Regions from separate parts of the Zea mays genome. Here region 1 is linked to region 2. The links are chromatin contacts, called in public Hi-C maps. All regions are on one chromosome and are shown on one strand. Each heading gives the region's core, a stretch centred on a gene start, on an enhancer-like site or on the middle of the called end of the contact. The rest is flanking DNA. Distances are from core to core; before and after follow the strand shown. Region 1 holds the start of LOC100502415. Region 2 has its middle 120 kb from the start of LOC100502415.

Region 1 (7,130 bases), core at 3,772-6,271, 120 kb after region 2:
TCGGTTGAGCTCTCGTCGGAGTCACACTCGCGGCACACATGGGCATCGCCGCCCTTCTTCTTGTGGTACCTCTTCTTTTCCTTTCTTCTCCCCTTCTTGTCGTCGCCCCTGTCACTGTCACTAGAAATAGGACATTTTGCTATAAAGTGATCGGGCTTACCACACTTGTAGCAAACCTTCTTGGAGCGGGGCTTGTAGTCCTTCCCCCTCCTTTGCTTGAGGATTTGTCGAAAGCTTTTGATGATTAAAGTCATCTCCTCATTGTCGAGCTTTGAGGCATCGATGGGGAGCCTACTTGGTGTAGACTCTTCCTTCTTCTCCTCCGTTGCCTTGAATGCGACGGGTTGTGCCTTGGGCGTGGAGGAGGTACCTTGCTCGATGATTTTCTTTGAGCCTTTAATCATTAGCTCAAAGCTCACAAATTTTCCTATAACCTACTCGGGAGACATTAGCTTGTATCTAGGATCACCTCAAATTAATTGAACTTGCGTAGGGTTAAGAAAAACGAGGGATCTAAGAATAACCTTGACCATCTCATGGTCATCCCATTTTATACTCCCGAGGTTGCGCACTTGGTTCACCAAGGTCTTCAACTGATTGTACATTGCTTGTGGATCCTCCCCTTGGTGAAACATGAACCGACCGAGCTCCCCCTCGATCGTCTCCCGCTTGGTGATCTTTGTCACCTCGTCTCCTTCATGCGCGGTCTTGAGCACGTCCCAAATTTCCTTTGCACTCTTCAACCCTTGCACCTTATTATACTCCTCTCGACTTAGAGAGGTGAGGAGTATAGTAGTGGCTTGGGAGTTGAAGTGGTGGATTTGGGCCACTTCGTCCGAATCATAATCTTCATCCCCTACGGATGGTACCTGTACACCAAACTCAACAACATTCCAAATGCTTGTGTGGAGTGAGGTTAGATGATGCCTCATTTTGTCAATCCACATGTTATAATCTTCACCGTCAAAAACCGGTGGTTTGCCTAATGGAACAGAGAGTAAAGGAGTACGCTTTGAAATACGAGGGTAGCGTAGGGGAATCTTACTATACTTCTTGCGCTCATGGCGCTTAGAAGTTATGGACGGCGCATCGGAGCCAGAGGTGGATGGCGATAAAGAATCGGTCTCGTAGTAGACCACCTTCCTCATTTTCTTTTTCTTGTCGCCACTCCGATGCGACTTGTGGGAAGAGGATTCCTTCTCCTTCCCTTTGTTGCAGGACTCTCCCGATGGAGCCTTCCCATAGCTTGTAGCGGGCTTGTCGCCGGTCACCATCTCCTTCTTGGCGTGATCTCCCGACATCACTTCGAGCGGTTAGGCTCTAATGAAGCACCGGGCTTTGATATCAATTGAAAGTCGCCTAGAGGGGGTGAATAGGGCGAAACTGAAATTTACAAAGTTAATCACAACTACAAGCCGGGTTAGCGTTAGAAGTATAAGCGAGTCCGAGAGGAGGGTGAAAAACAAATCGCAAGCAAATAAAGAGTGAGGCACAAGGATTTGTTTTACCGAGGTTCGGTTCTTGTAAACCTACTCCCCGTTGAGGTGGTCACAAAGACCGGGTATCTTTCAACCCTTTCCCTCTCTCAAACGGTCACTTAGACCGAGTGAGCTTCTCTTCTCAATCACACGGGACACTAAGTCCCCGCAAGGACCACCACACAATTGGTGTCTCTTGCCTCGGTTACAATTGAGTTTGTCACAAGAAAGAATGAGAAAGAAAAGAAGCAATCCAAGCGCAAGAGCTCAAATGAACACAAGTCACTCTCTCACTAGTCACTATTGATCGGAATTGAACTAGAGACTTGGGAGAGGATTTGATCTCTTTGGTTGTGTCTAGAATTGAATGCTATAGCTCTTGTAAGGTGTAGAAGTTGAAAAACTTGGATGCAATTGAATGTGGGGTGGTTGGGGTATTTATAGCCCCAACCACCAAAATGTGGTCGTTGGAAGTCTGCTGTCGCATGGCGCACCGGACACTGTCCGGTGTGCCAACCACGTCAGCCAGCCGTTGGGGTTCGACCGTTGGAGCTCTGACTTGTGGGGCCTCTGGGCTGTCTGGTGGTGCACCGGACATCTCCTGTAGACTGTCCGGTGCGCCAACTGCGCGTGCTCTGACCTCTGCGCGTGCAGGCGCGCATTAAATGCGTTGCAGTCGATCGTTGCGCTTGAAGTAGCCGTTGCTCCGCTGGCACACCGGACAGTCCGGTGTGCCACCGGACACTGTCCGGTGCATACACCGAACGGTCCGATGAATTATAGCGGAGCGGCCTCCATTTTCCCGAAGGTAGCGAGTTCAGCGTCGAGTACCCTGGCACACCGGACACTGTCCGGTGGCACACCGGACAGTCCGGTGCGCCAGACCAGGGTGCCTTTGGGATTTCTTTAGCTCTTCTTATTTGAACCCATCTTTGGTCTTTTTATTGGTTTGTTGTGAACCTTTGGCACCTGTAAAACTTATAGACTAGAGCAAACTGGTTAGTCCAATTATTTGTGTTGGGCAATTCAACCACCAAAATCAATTAGGAAAGGTGTAAGCCTATTTCCCTTTCACTTGGAGTCATATCGGGCCCATGCCCAAGTCGTGTCACAGTGTTAGAGATGTCATTTCTTAGGTGGTTGCCATACCTACTCCAGGGCATGTATGATATATCTCAACACTAGGCACTAGGGGCCATGCCACCTAGTACGATGTACTTGGTAGCCAGTGTAGCCTTTTGCACTTGATAATACTTCATAGTATACTTCATGAGTGCATGTGTGGCTACATGATTGATGCACATACCACATAGTGATCTTAAGCACCCTATAGCTAAGTCATGGTAACAACACACTTGCCAATCATATAATGACACGCATCACACATTTAATATGTTGTACCTAAGATTTATTTGTTAAGCTAATGCTATGGACATGTCTTTAGGTATTAAGATGTGGGGTCCCTTCGTGAGGTCATACTACCCCTAGTGGAACCAATAACATCCTATTATCTTATGATTGGGTTATAGTTAGGCACAATGAGTCCCTTGTTCCCATGGGGCTTTAGACCTTGAAGGGTTTGGGGCTTGGTCGCTTTAGTGATTTGCTCCAAAAGACGAATCTACATGCTCACGAGAAATCTACATAAACTATTTGGTAGGGATGATCCTCAAAGGTCCTTACACGTATCCGTCCAACCAAAATAAACCCAAACTATTGGAACACTAAATCCATCAAAAGGGTGAAGACAGTGAATTAGAAAGAGAAAAAAATCCAAACACAAGTAAGAACTCAAATTAAAAATTTCAAAGAAATGATTAATTTATTTTTGAAGATCAACCAAGTCTGATTCTTACATGGGAAAGATAACACAATAGAGTACTCACTCCATATTGCAGATCTCAATAGCTAAAACCGGATGAAAGATTAAAACTCATACAACTAGGACCTAGGCTAGGAATGACTCGAGATATAAAATTGAAGAGATGGCTAGTTGGACAACCTCATGTCTTATTTTTAGAGCTATTACACATCCCAACGTGCATCCAGTGGTCATGGGCTCTTCACGACTTTGCTTTGCCTTGACGCAAGGTTCACGATGATGCCATATACCTCCTCATGTTTCCACCAAAATTTTAATCAGGTTTTGAGACCAAAAACCAAGAAATTGTTTGCTCGATGATTTTGAGGCCCAAACCACTATACGCCTCATGAGTAGCATACATGATACACTCAGTTCATGATCTCGACACGTGTCACCGACAGCCCATGATTGCCTAATCACCAAGTCATATAATGTATTTGCTTGACTTGGTTAACATGATATGTTCCTCCATCTACCTTTTGCACTTGTTGATTCACTAGGTGTCAACCATCACGCTCATTGCTTCGGTTTCTCCAATTCCTCAATTGAAGTCTGAGCGTCCGTCCTCCACCACTCTAGTCCATCAGCATGAACTCACTTAACCTCATCTATGTGCTTCACACCTACACATCACGAGTCAAGAGTTGTATTGTACAACATTATACTCACTACATGAGGTTAGTCAACACTAAACTAAAACCAATCATCGATAATCAGTTATTGTACTTAAATACCATGGGTAAATATCAACTACATATTTATATTTTTATATTCAGTTATTAGTTATATACAATGTAGCTCGTTCAGCAAAGCACAATATTGCTACATGGCACCACACAAAGGTATTAACATTAGATACCTTTGTGTTATATCACTTTTTTGTTACTATTATGCTCAGCAAAGTTTTTTTTATAGTTCCATGCAATACCATGGTATTTAACAAGACTTTGATATTTTATACAGAAAGATGTTTGGTAAATGTTTTAAAAACTATATATTAAAAACCACATTATTATGAATACTATAGTAAAACCATAGTATTGAAAAATTTGGTCTAGACCAATGTCTTTCCTTGTTGCGTGTGAAACTATGGTATTGCAAAATTATGGTATTGAAATATTTTGTTTATGATATAGCATTAAAAAAATTAGTATTGTAAAACTGTGGTATTAAAAAACTTTGCTTCTAAACAGATGCTACATGATATCAGTTTATTTAATGACTATAAAACTATTACGAAACTTTGTAACCTTATTGAGGCTGACCTTAGCAAATCTGTATCTACTCGCACCATAATCCGCCAATCCGAAACGACCCTTCCTTTGCGTGTTTGAAGCTCACCACTCACACCATAAACAGTGGACCATGCTGGATTTTGGTCTGATTTTGCCAACAAGGAACGCGCCGCGCCGCACTGACCACCGCATCTCGCTCGTTTGGAAGCGTCTGTCTGAGGTTCTCCAAATCCACATCAGACCAGCCCACCGACCGCGTCTCCCACGTCCGAACCGAGCACCGCATCGCAAACTCGTGGCGCATGGAGCTTCGTTTTGGGGTGTGCCGCACCCACCCACCCACCCAGCCCAGCCCAGTCACAGCCTTGCCTCCAAAAAGCGCTGCTCGCTTCGGCACTCGTTGATAAAGCGGCTAGCCGAGCGCCGTGGCAGAACCGCGGAACGCAATAGCCAATAGGTAGCGGAGCACCGCACCGCGAAGCAAACGAGAGGGGAAAAAAAAGCACGAGGAGGCCGCGCCCGCGAAGGAATCACTTGCCCGGGCGTGGGCCGCCCACCGGCCACCGCCCAGCCGCTGCCGCAGTGCCGCCCGCCTGCCTGCCTGCCTGGTGCGGTGGTGCCTGCCCACGGGAACGGGATAGCTGGCTGACGGACGCATTGCGGAGCGGACTGGGAGACTACGGGTAAGATAATAAAAGGGCCAGGCGTGGCGGGGCGCAACCACCGCTGTGCCTCGGAGAGGAGGACAGCTCTCGCGCCGCGGCTGCCGCCATGTGGACGCCGTCGCGCGGGAGCAACGCCCGGCGCAGCGGCCACCGCCGCATCGCGGACTACCTGGCGGACGACCAGACCACCACCACAGCCACCGACGCCTCCGACAACGAGTCCTACACTACCGCCTATGGGGAGGAGTTCTTCGCCGCCGCCGCCGCCGGGAGCGGCGGCGCCGGCGGCATGCTGCCGGCATTCCTGGCGGACCAGGGGGACCTGGTGGAGGTCATGCTGGAGCTGGACGAGGAGTCCATGGTGGTGCGCAGCGTCACGCCCACCAGCGCGGCGCTCTACGGCGCCGCCTCCCTCCCGGCGCCGCCGTCCGCGGGGGTCCTCGGGGTGTCGCCGTCGCCGCGCCGCGCGCCTTCGGAGGGCGGCGGCCGCCTGAGCCGGTGCTCGTCGACGTCGTCGCGGATACGGAAGAAGTTCGCGTGGCTCCGGTCGCCGTCGCCCTCCCCGTCCCCGTACCGCCCCACGCCCGCCGAGCTTCAGCGGGAGGCCGCCATGGCGGCGCGCGAGCGGCGGCGGGAGCAGGCGCAGCTCAACCGGTCCCGCGCCGGCGCCAGGCGCGCGCTCAAGGGCCTCCGCTTCATCAGCCGCACCACGGGCTCCGTCGAGGCCGCCGAGCTCTGGCGCCGCGTCGAGGAGCGCTTCAACGACCTCGCCCGCGAAGGGCTGCTCTCCCGCGACGACTTCGGCGAATGCATCGGTACGGCCACACTCGACGCCGCTGCTGCTTCTTGCCTGCAGTTCACATTGTTATCCTCCGCACACGCGAGGAAACAGCTCGATCCTACTGTAATTGCGACGTCCTTATCCGCGATCTTATGGCGCTCCACGCCCAAACTGCAGGAATGGTGGACTCCAAGGAGTTCGCGGTGGGCATCTTCGACGCGCTGGCGCGGCGGCGGCGGCAGAACCTGGAGCGGATCACCAAGGAGGAGCTCTACGACTTCTGGCTCCAGATCTCCGATCAGAGCTTCGACGCGCGGCTCCAGATCTTCTTCGACATGTACTGAGCTAAATTTCACGCGCCCCCATTTCTCTTCCTTTCCCCGGGTCCCAAGTAAAGTAACGTCACAAATCGATCCGTCCCAATTCCCGGTGCGTGCGCACCTGCACTACGCTTTGCGCCCCCGCAGATTCTTGACAGTAAGCTTTCTTCTCCTTCTGGTGCCGTTCTCGGTCCCAAATTCAGGGTGGACACCAACGTGGACGGGAGGATAACGAGGGAGGAAGTACAGGAGGTGACTTTTCTAATGCTCTTCACTCCTCTCTGCATCTCTGTGTTTAGTTCAAACTGCCAGCCCCAAAAGAAAGTAGAGCACCATTAGAACCTTCTTGTGGGCACCCTGCTCTGATTACCAAACCGCTGCTTCCAGTACCAGTGCAGTGTACCATACATACTGATCTTGTTTAATTAATTAAACCTACTTACTATTTACTGCGGTAAACTATCCACGTGCTCCGCCGCTAATCCAGCGAGATGTTTGGCTTGGTCTCCCTCCTGCCACCGCAGCTGATCGTGCTCAGCGCGTCGGCCAACAAGCTGGCAAAGCTCAAGGAGCAGGCGGAGGAGTACGCGTCGCTCATCATGGAGGAGCTCGACCCGGAGAAGCTTGGCTACATTGAGGTACGTACGCGCGCGGGCCGTATGCCCTACGGGCTACTGTCTTTTTGACCAGGGGAAATTTGGGGGGGTACGTACGCGTGCTGCCGCCGGACTGACACGTGTGCTGCCTCTTCCCTGTCTTGCCAGCTGTGGCAGCTCGAAGCGCTGCT
Region 2 (7,160 bases), core at 1,673-4,172:
TCGGCCAACACAAACAAAAAAGAAAGTACGACTGTCAATAAAATAGCCGATCCAAAATACTCCATGCCCCGATGGTGTCCATCGGGATTGACACGATCGCAAAAGCGAAAATTACAGCGCCTCAGAGCAAAGGAGAATCAGGAAAAAGAGGCAGAAAGAATATTCAATGACACGCATCCGCAGTATCCGCCACCGCAAAAGAGATGGAGACCAAAGGCCGTTGAGAAAAGTCAAACGGCCGCAAAGATAGTAAATAAAACAACAACTGTGCATCTCTCTGCAGGTATGGTAGACTGTCCGGCTATAAAGGCCGGATCATCTGCACAGGACGCGGACCATCCGACCCCTGAGGCCGAACCATCCGCACTACACCAAGACACCTCCGACGACGTACCGACGCCCATGGAGGAAGACGACCTGCATGGAGAAGACCTGGTCGACTACGGAGCTACGCCAGAACACTTAGAGAATTAGGAAGGCAAGGTGACGAATTGGTCAGGACCAGTATGACGCTCGGCGATGTTGGGACTGACAGTTCGATCAAATCTAAAGGGATCACGTCCATTGAGTCAACCATCGAGACCAAGGCCACTGCGTACCATCCTAGTAAGTGGCAAGATGCCTAAGAAAACCGATGTGATAACATCGAGTTAGTTGCTTTTGGTTCGCTCAACTCCACCAAAAGGCAGGGGGCATATGTTGAGCACCAAATTGAGCGCGGACGGTCCGGCCCTGAGGCCGGACGGTCCGCGGTCCGGACGGTCCGCGCCTGTGGGCCGGACGGTCCGCGCGTGCGCAGAACAGATTAGGGTTCCGAGTTTTGTGCTACGGTTGTTAGCTAAAATCATGGGATAAGCTCGGAAATTAGTTTGTAAAGGGTCCAGCCCCCCTCCTCTATAAATAGAGAGGTATACGGCCGATTTGTAATCATCAACAATCGAATCAATACAAGTTCTATTTCGCATTTTATCCTAGGAGTAGTTCTAGTCTAGTTTAGGTTTAGCCTCTCGATCCCCAAATTCTTCGCCTCTCTTCGACTCTACGCCGATTAGAGGAGTCTAGGTCGGCCGGCCCGAGCCTAGACAACCCCTAGGATCTCTCCTCCCCGACGGGGTCCCTCCCGGGAGCGAGATCCAGGCGCCGCTGGCGATCTTCCGCCGCCCCTGCGCACGCGCGGACCGTCCGGCCCCAGGGCGCGGACCGTCCGGCCGTCAGGCAGGAAACCTTAGCCCCTGCGCCAGGTCGCGGACCGTCCGGCCCCTGCGCGCGGACCGTCCGCCCCTGACCAGAGAGCACCGCCGCCGGTTCTTCTTGAGTATTTGGTGCTCCGAAAAAGCGTCAACAGGTAGCTAAAAGTTTATAAAAGAAAAATTGATGTGATACTGAAGTGGTGGTAAATTGAGGCTAAAAGTTGTATACTCCCGTAGATAAGGGCTGAATAGTGTCGATAATATTATTGTCCATAGTTGATATAGTACGCTGATATAGCACGGTGACGCGTACCGTTGGAACTGGTCTGAGTTGTGGGCGGCGAGAGATGCTGGCACAGTGCGGTGACACAGACAAATTAAACGCACTGAAGGCTTATTTCGTCGTACGTACCTGAAACACCATTGTCTTGGGATTTTTATGACGTGTGACGTGTCTACAGTACAGTATGGAATCATCGACACGTGTCGCGTTAAATCGGGTTGCACCCCTGATCCCTCTCCAGTTTTCTGACCGACAGCCCCGGGCCTGTTTTGGATGATGGTCCTTGAACACTCGATCAGCAGCAACGACCAAAAACTCCAAGCATCGCCTGGTGCAGTAGCTGCACACATCACGGCAAGGCTATCTATCAGATGGAGTAGGTAAAATAACTAAATCTGTCGCCCTCCACTTCACTCAGTAGGCGCAAGATTAGGAAGGAAGCTTTGGGTGAAATGACGCATGGCTTATGATTTGTAAATGATTGTGTCAGGTGTGCGCGGTTATTCTCGAGACCTTAGCATGTTTTTATTTTATTTTTTATCAATTGCATTGCAAAAAAAAAAAAAATTTTGAAATCTTTAACGCGTTGGTCTTTTCGGAACCATGCGAAAACTAGAGGTGGTCGCCAGGTGAAAACAGGTAGGTCGGGTATATCCGCCGAATACAGATAATATAAATACATATTTTCTTAGAGTTAGATACGAATAATATAAATACCTAATGGTCGCCGTGTCATCGCAGTCCATAGCCGGCGGCCTTGGAAGTCCTGCGTATTGACATCTTTGCTGCTGGTTATTTAAAGTATCTTTTGCAATCCGTTACCTACCCCATGGAGTCATGAAACAGTACATAATTATATGACTAACTGTACGCCCAGTTCCTTCCATTTTCTTTTCTTTTTTCCCGTTGAGCATGCCTAGTTATTTCCACTAGAAATTGATGGAAAACTGGAGGACCGAGGACAGCGAGCAAATACTGGGTGGAAGTGGAACCGAGGCCGCTGGTCGCTGGATCGCAACGTCAGCCGTGGTTGGTAAACGTTGAGGTCATGACGGCAACACATAGTCTCCATCGTCTCAATGCAGCTGCCCGATCCTCCTCCATCTGACACTGATACTTCCAAGTTGTGCAGTATATTTTTGCATCGTACCGTACCATGACCATACCACCTTGATTGCCGTTGTAACTAATGCGTCCTTGAAGGATACTGATGGATTAGTCCGTGAGACTGTACGTAGCAGATCATGTAAAATAGGGATTTGTTCTCTAAATTACAGGATTTATAGAGTGAAAATTGAAATAGTGGATGTGATAAAGGAATGACATAGATACATGTTGAAGACAGTCTGACACTGCTTCTGCCAACGGTGGTGGGCCCATGCGGTCGCAAAAAAGACGAATGCAGCACGTCGATTAACCTTTGATTGCAGCACGTCGATGCCATGGACCAGTCACCATTGCCACCGGGATCTACCTGCTTGACAACACGCGCGCCACAGGTGGGCAGATCGTCGATTAACCTATGCTTCTCAGGTCTAGCCGAGGGTAGAAATTCGTAGTAGCTTACAAATCACCTGCTTGGACTTTGCTCTGGAATTCCTCACATGATCAAGGTCTGGACAACGGGCCTAGTTTTATCATCTGAATGATTGAGCAATTAACCGCTCAACAACTACCTCGTCGTTTTACGGCGACGGCGATGGCATTGGACTCTTCACTGGTGTGCTGTCTTAGCTTTCTAGAGATGCGTACCAAGAAAACAGCGGAGGGATGGCATATTTAAATAAAAGTGGGGACATGTTATTGTGAAAAAGGATGTTGAAGTTGGCCTTAGACTAAACAGAACCTTAAACTTAGAGCAACTCTTGTGGATGACCAAAAGAAGCCCCAAGCCAATATTTTTGAGGGTTACATGGAAAATCATTAGTTCAGCAGCTCCGAAAACATCCCTGGCGACCCTCATTTGTGTGGGAGGACCCTCATTTGTGCAGGAGGTGGGAAGCCCCCAATCTTTTTTCCGGCGCACACATCTAGCTTCTCCTGGGCTGCTACTTTGGTGCGTGCGAAAACACTAGACTTTCGTGGCTTCTTGCTCCTCTGCCATCCTACTTTCTATCTGGCATCTCTATCTCTTGACGCTGTCAGTTGGTGCTTGTCCTCCCTGCATGCAGAAGCAAATGGATCAGACGAGTCAAGTGGCACTCCTCTCCTCTAGCGTACATACTTTTAGCCTATGAAAAAAATTATAGTATCCCTCAAACTGGTTTTCGGGCCGACTTTTTTCACAAGCTCCTGGAGTTGCTCTTAGGTCGCTAAACATGACCACTAACTTCATTTTATGCGGAACAAGTCTCAGTCTGCAGCAGGGTTGATATGGATGAAGTAGATGCTCTAATCTTCACCAATTGAGAGATGAGGCTCCCCCTTATGAAGAACTTGATGTAGCTCATATCGGCAGCCACCTAGAACAGGAGTCGAGCTTTTGAACCCCTCGTATGGTCTAGTTAATCAATTATATGGGTTTAAGTGGTGGGGGACTAGCTTTTAATCTTAAAATCATAGTTGGTCTTATTTATATACATGTTATGGGATCAGGGCTTACTCTAGATAATCAATCCATAGGGTTACTGCCTATCACGACAAATAATCTAATAGATCGACACTAATAGGTGGATCTTAACTGACATGTCAAGTTAGACTCTCTTAGTAGAGATCATATCCAATATTCTCATTTTTTATCGAACGGCTAACAATATATATGTTTCTCTTTAAACTTGTCTTCACACTCACTACAACAGTAAAACAAGACTCATGGGATCATTAGCTAGATTCAATCCCTACGCGAAGAAACAGGCTGTGTAGCGTGGTATGGGCACAAGAGACAAGCATAGGCTCATAGCCTGGCGGTGCACGATATGGGCACAACGGAGGAGCGCAAGCGCACAACATGGTGGCACAAAGGAGTGGGTGGCGATGCAGAGTTGGTCATTGGATGTTGATGCGACCACGGTGGCGTGGAGGTGGGCAACACTGAGCAAGAGAGTGAGCGCGCGATAGAGGGAGAACGAGAATGGACGACGGTGTATGTGCATGATGGCTTGGGGAAGAAAACGAGGAGGATGGTGAGGGGCCCACATGATACAATAGTCTACCTAAACATTAGTTTTAGGTGATTCAAACAGACTTACTTTATTAATTGGTTCATGGTTTTAGGTTTTAACTAGCTTTGTTTTGGTGTGTGTGTGTTAACTTCAGGTGGTAGCTTATTTACGTGTCACCATAGACTGGGACATATATGAAAGAGGAACAAAATACCCTTTTTCACAAAAGGAGATAACTAATGCTATCCTCCAAAATGGAGCGAAACAAAGCTCTAGGTCTAGATGGGTTTCTAGCAAAGTTCCACCAAAAATAAGGGGCATTATCAAGTATGATTCGCTGCAAATGTTTGAGGACCTATTTTGGTGTGACCCGCCATTGTTTAGCTTGAAATTTGGTGTAATCACCTTGATCCCTAAGGTATAATACGCGAACCTAATACAACAAAATAGACCCATTTGCCTCTTGAATGTTAGTTACAAGATCTTCACCAAAGTTGCTACAAACAAGCTTAATCTAATAGCACACATAATAGTGAATCCAACCCCAAACCGCTTTCATACGAGGACGAAATATCCTAGATGGGCTAGTAATCGTACATGAAACAATCCATGAGCTATACAGAATAAAGCTAGATTGGGTAATTTTCAAAATAGACTTTGAGAAGGCACATGACAAAAGTAAGTGGCCTTTCCTATACCAAACTCTACAGATGAAGGGTTTGTCTCCAAGATATGGATATCTTGGATAAAGAATTTTGTCTCGGGTGGTAGTGTGTCTATAAACGTTAATGATGAGATAGGTCACTGTTTTCAAACAAAGAAAGGTCTTAGGCAAGGAGACCCGCTTTCACCCCTCCTTTTTAATATTCTAGCAGAAATGTTGGCCATATAACTAAAAGGGCAAATATGGAAGCACAAGTCAGTGGGTAGTGCCCCACTTAATAGATGGAGGCTTATATATGCTTCAATATGTGGATGACACAATCCTATTTTTAGAGCAACTCCAAAAGATGTTAAAAATTTCACCCAAAAACTGATTATTAGGAGTAGGCTACAAAGTTTTAAAAGTGAATCATGATGTGTATTCCAACAGTTCTCCTAAATATGACAGGTGGCGCAATCTGTGTAGTCGCCAGGAGGATATGGATATTCTGATGCGTTGAGGAATGGATTAGGGAGGGATGGAACACACCAAAATATGAGGGAGAGGAGGCTGTGGATGCGGGACATGAATTTTTTTGGGGGGAAATGGAGGAGTTGTTGGAGTAAGAAAAAACACTATTTTTTACTAATATCTGTTTTGGGTTAGTTACATGTTCGTTTGGAGTTGCTCTTAGAGCATGATCTAGAGAAGGTTTCTATATGAAATTCCTGCCTTTTGTCTGTGAACAAATTTTAGGACAAAATCAACTTCCATAAGAACAAAATATTGTGCTTTGGTGCAACACAGGTTCATGAGCAATTGTATAGATATTTATGGGTGTAAAAATGTGGAGCTCCCTCTAAGGTATTTAAGTATTCCTATTTATTAAAGGAAGTTGAAAAATAACGATTGGAGGGAGGTAGAGGAAAGATTTGAAAAGAGGCTTAGTAGCTGGACATGAAAAATTTATCTATTGAGGACAAGCTAACCTTAATCAATTCTATTTTAAATAGCCTCCCCATGTATATGGTGTCCTTCCCTGTACCAAAGGGTCCTCAAGAAGCTTAACTACTTTTGGTATCGTTTCTATTGGCAAAGTGATGAGAATAAAAAATACCACTTAGACAAATGGAACATCCTTTTTAAACCCAAGGACCGAGGAGGATTGGGTATCATGAATCTCAAACTAAAGTATACTGCCCTGCTAAGCAAATGGTTGTTTAAGCTTCTTAATATGGAACGAATGTGGCAACAATTTCTTAGACACATATACCTCAGATCCAAACCACTAGTCCAGGTTGAATGGACACCAAAGGACACACATTGTAACACCCTGAATTTGGGGATATACAATTTCTTTCCTAGCATTCACCAAATTCAGGTGTTACCATCTCCTTTACCGCTTTTCTTTTTTTCTTTCTAAATAGTGGAGAGTTAATTTATTATATAATAGGTATATATATATATAAGTTTTCAGCGTAGTAAAATAAAATCCAAAAAGGGTTATGATTGTTGCACAACATGTCGGATCATCTTTTTTGTATGTTGATTTATTCTAGTTGTGCATTCACGAAGTTCGCAAATTTATGCTTGCATTTAAATTCAAAAGAAAGTATAAAAAAGGGAGAAATAGAAATAGCCCTTCCCCAATGTCCCCAGCCAGCCCAACCCCCTTCCCCATGGCCCATCTCTTCTTTTCCCCCTCCTTTCCGCGCCTAGCCTACTTAGCACCATGCTTCCCCCTTGCGCGGCCTAGCACCCCGCAGCCGCTCCCACGCCCCAGCGCACGGCCGCGCCAGCCGCGCCCCCTCCCCGGCCCAGCAGCCACGCACGCAGCCCACCCGGTGCAGCGCGCCCCTCCCCCCAAACCCTAGCCGCAAGGCACCCCTGCCCCAGCCGCCCCTAGCGCCGCCACCCACCCCTGACCCCGCGTGTCAAATGTG

What was found. Hi-C and Micro-C count contacts between places; a contact is called where the count stands out from the background.
Region 1: a Hi-C map of leaf shows a contact between it and region 2, with 4 times the contacts expected there. The contact joins the promoter of LOC100502415 here to the enhancer-like site in region 2. A contact is called at or near these places in 6 of 25 Hi-C or Micro-C datasets (bundle sheath, ear, leaf and 1 more).

Annotation. Positions count from the first base shown.
Region 1 is chr7:126,366,961-126,374,090 of Zm-B73-REFERENCE-NAM-5.0, forward strand. It overlaps LOC100502415, which reads left to right and starts at 5,022. Exons shown (of 14, transcript NM_001365550.1): 1 at 5,022-6,057; 2 at 6,201-6,360; 3 at 6,547-6,595; 4 at 6,868-6,981; 5 at 7,108-7,130. The coding sequence starts at 5,349.
Region 2 is chr7:126,249,004-126,256,163 of Zm-B73-REFERENCE-NAM-5.0, forward strand. No RefSeq gene overlaps it. Among protein-coding and RNA genes, the nearest start is that of LOC100502415, 120 kb to the right of the region's middle. Within about 2 kb of position 2,923, at least 11 of the 20 cell types and tissues checked have an H3K27ac peak or open chromatin away from gene starts, as enhancers often do. A contact at or near this core is called in bundle sheath and leaf, where this site is marked.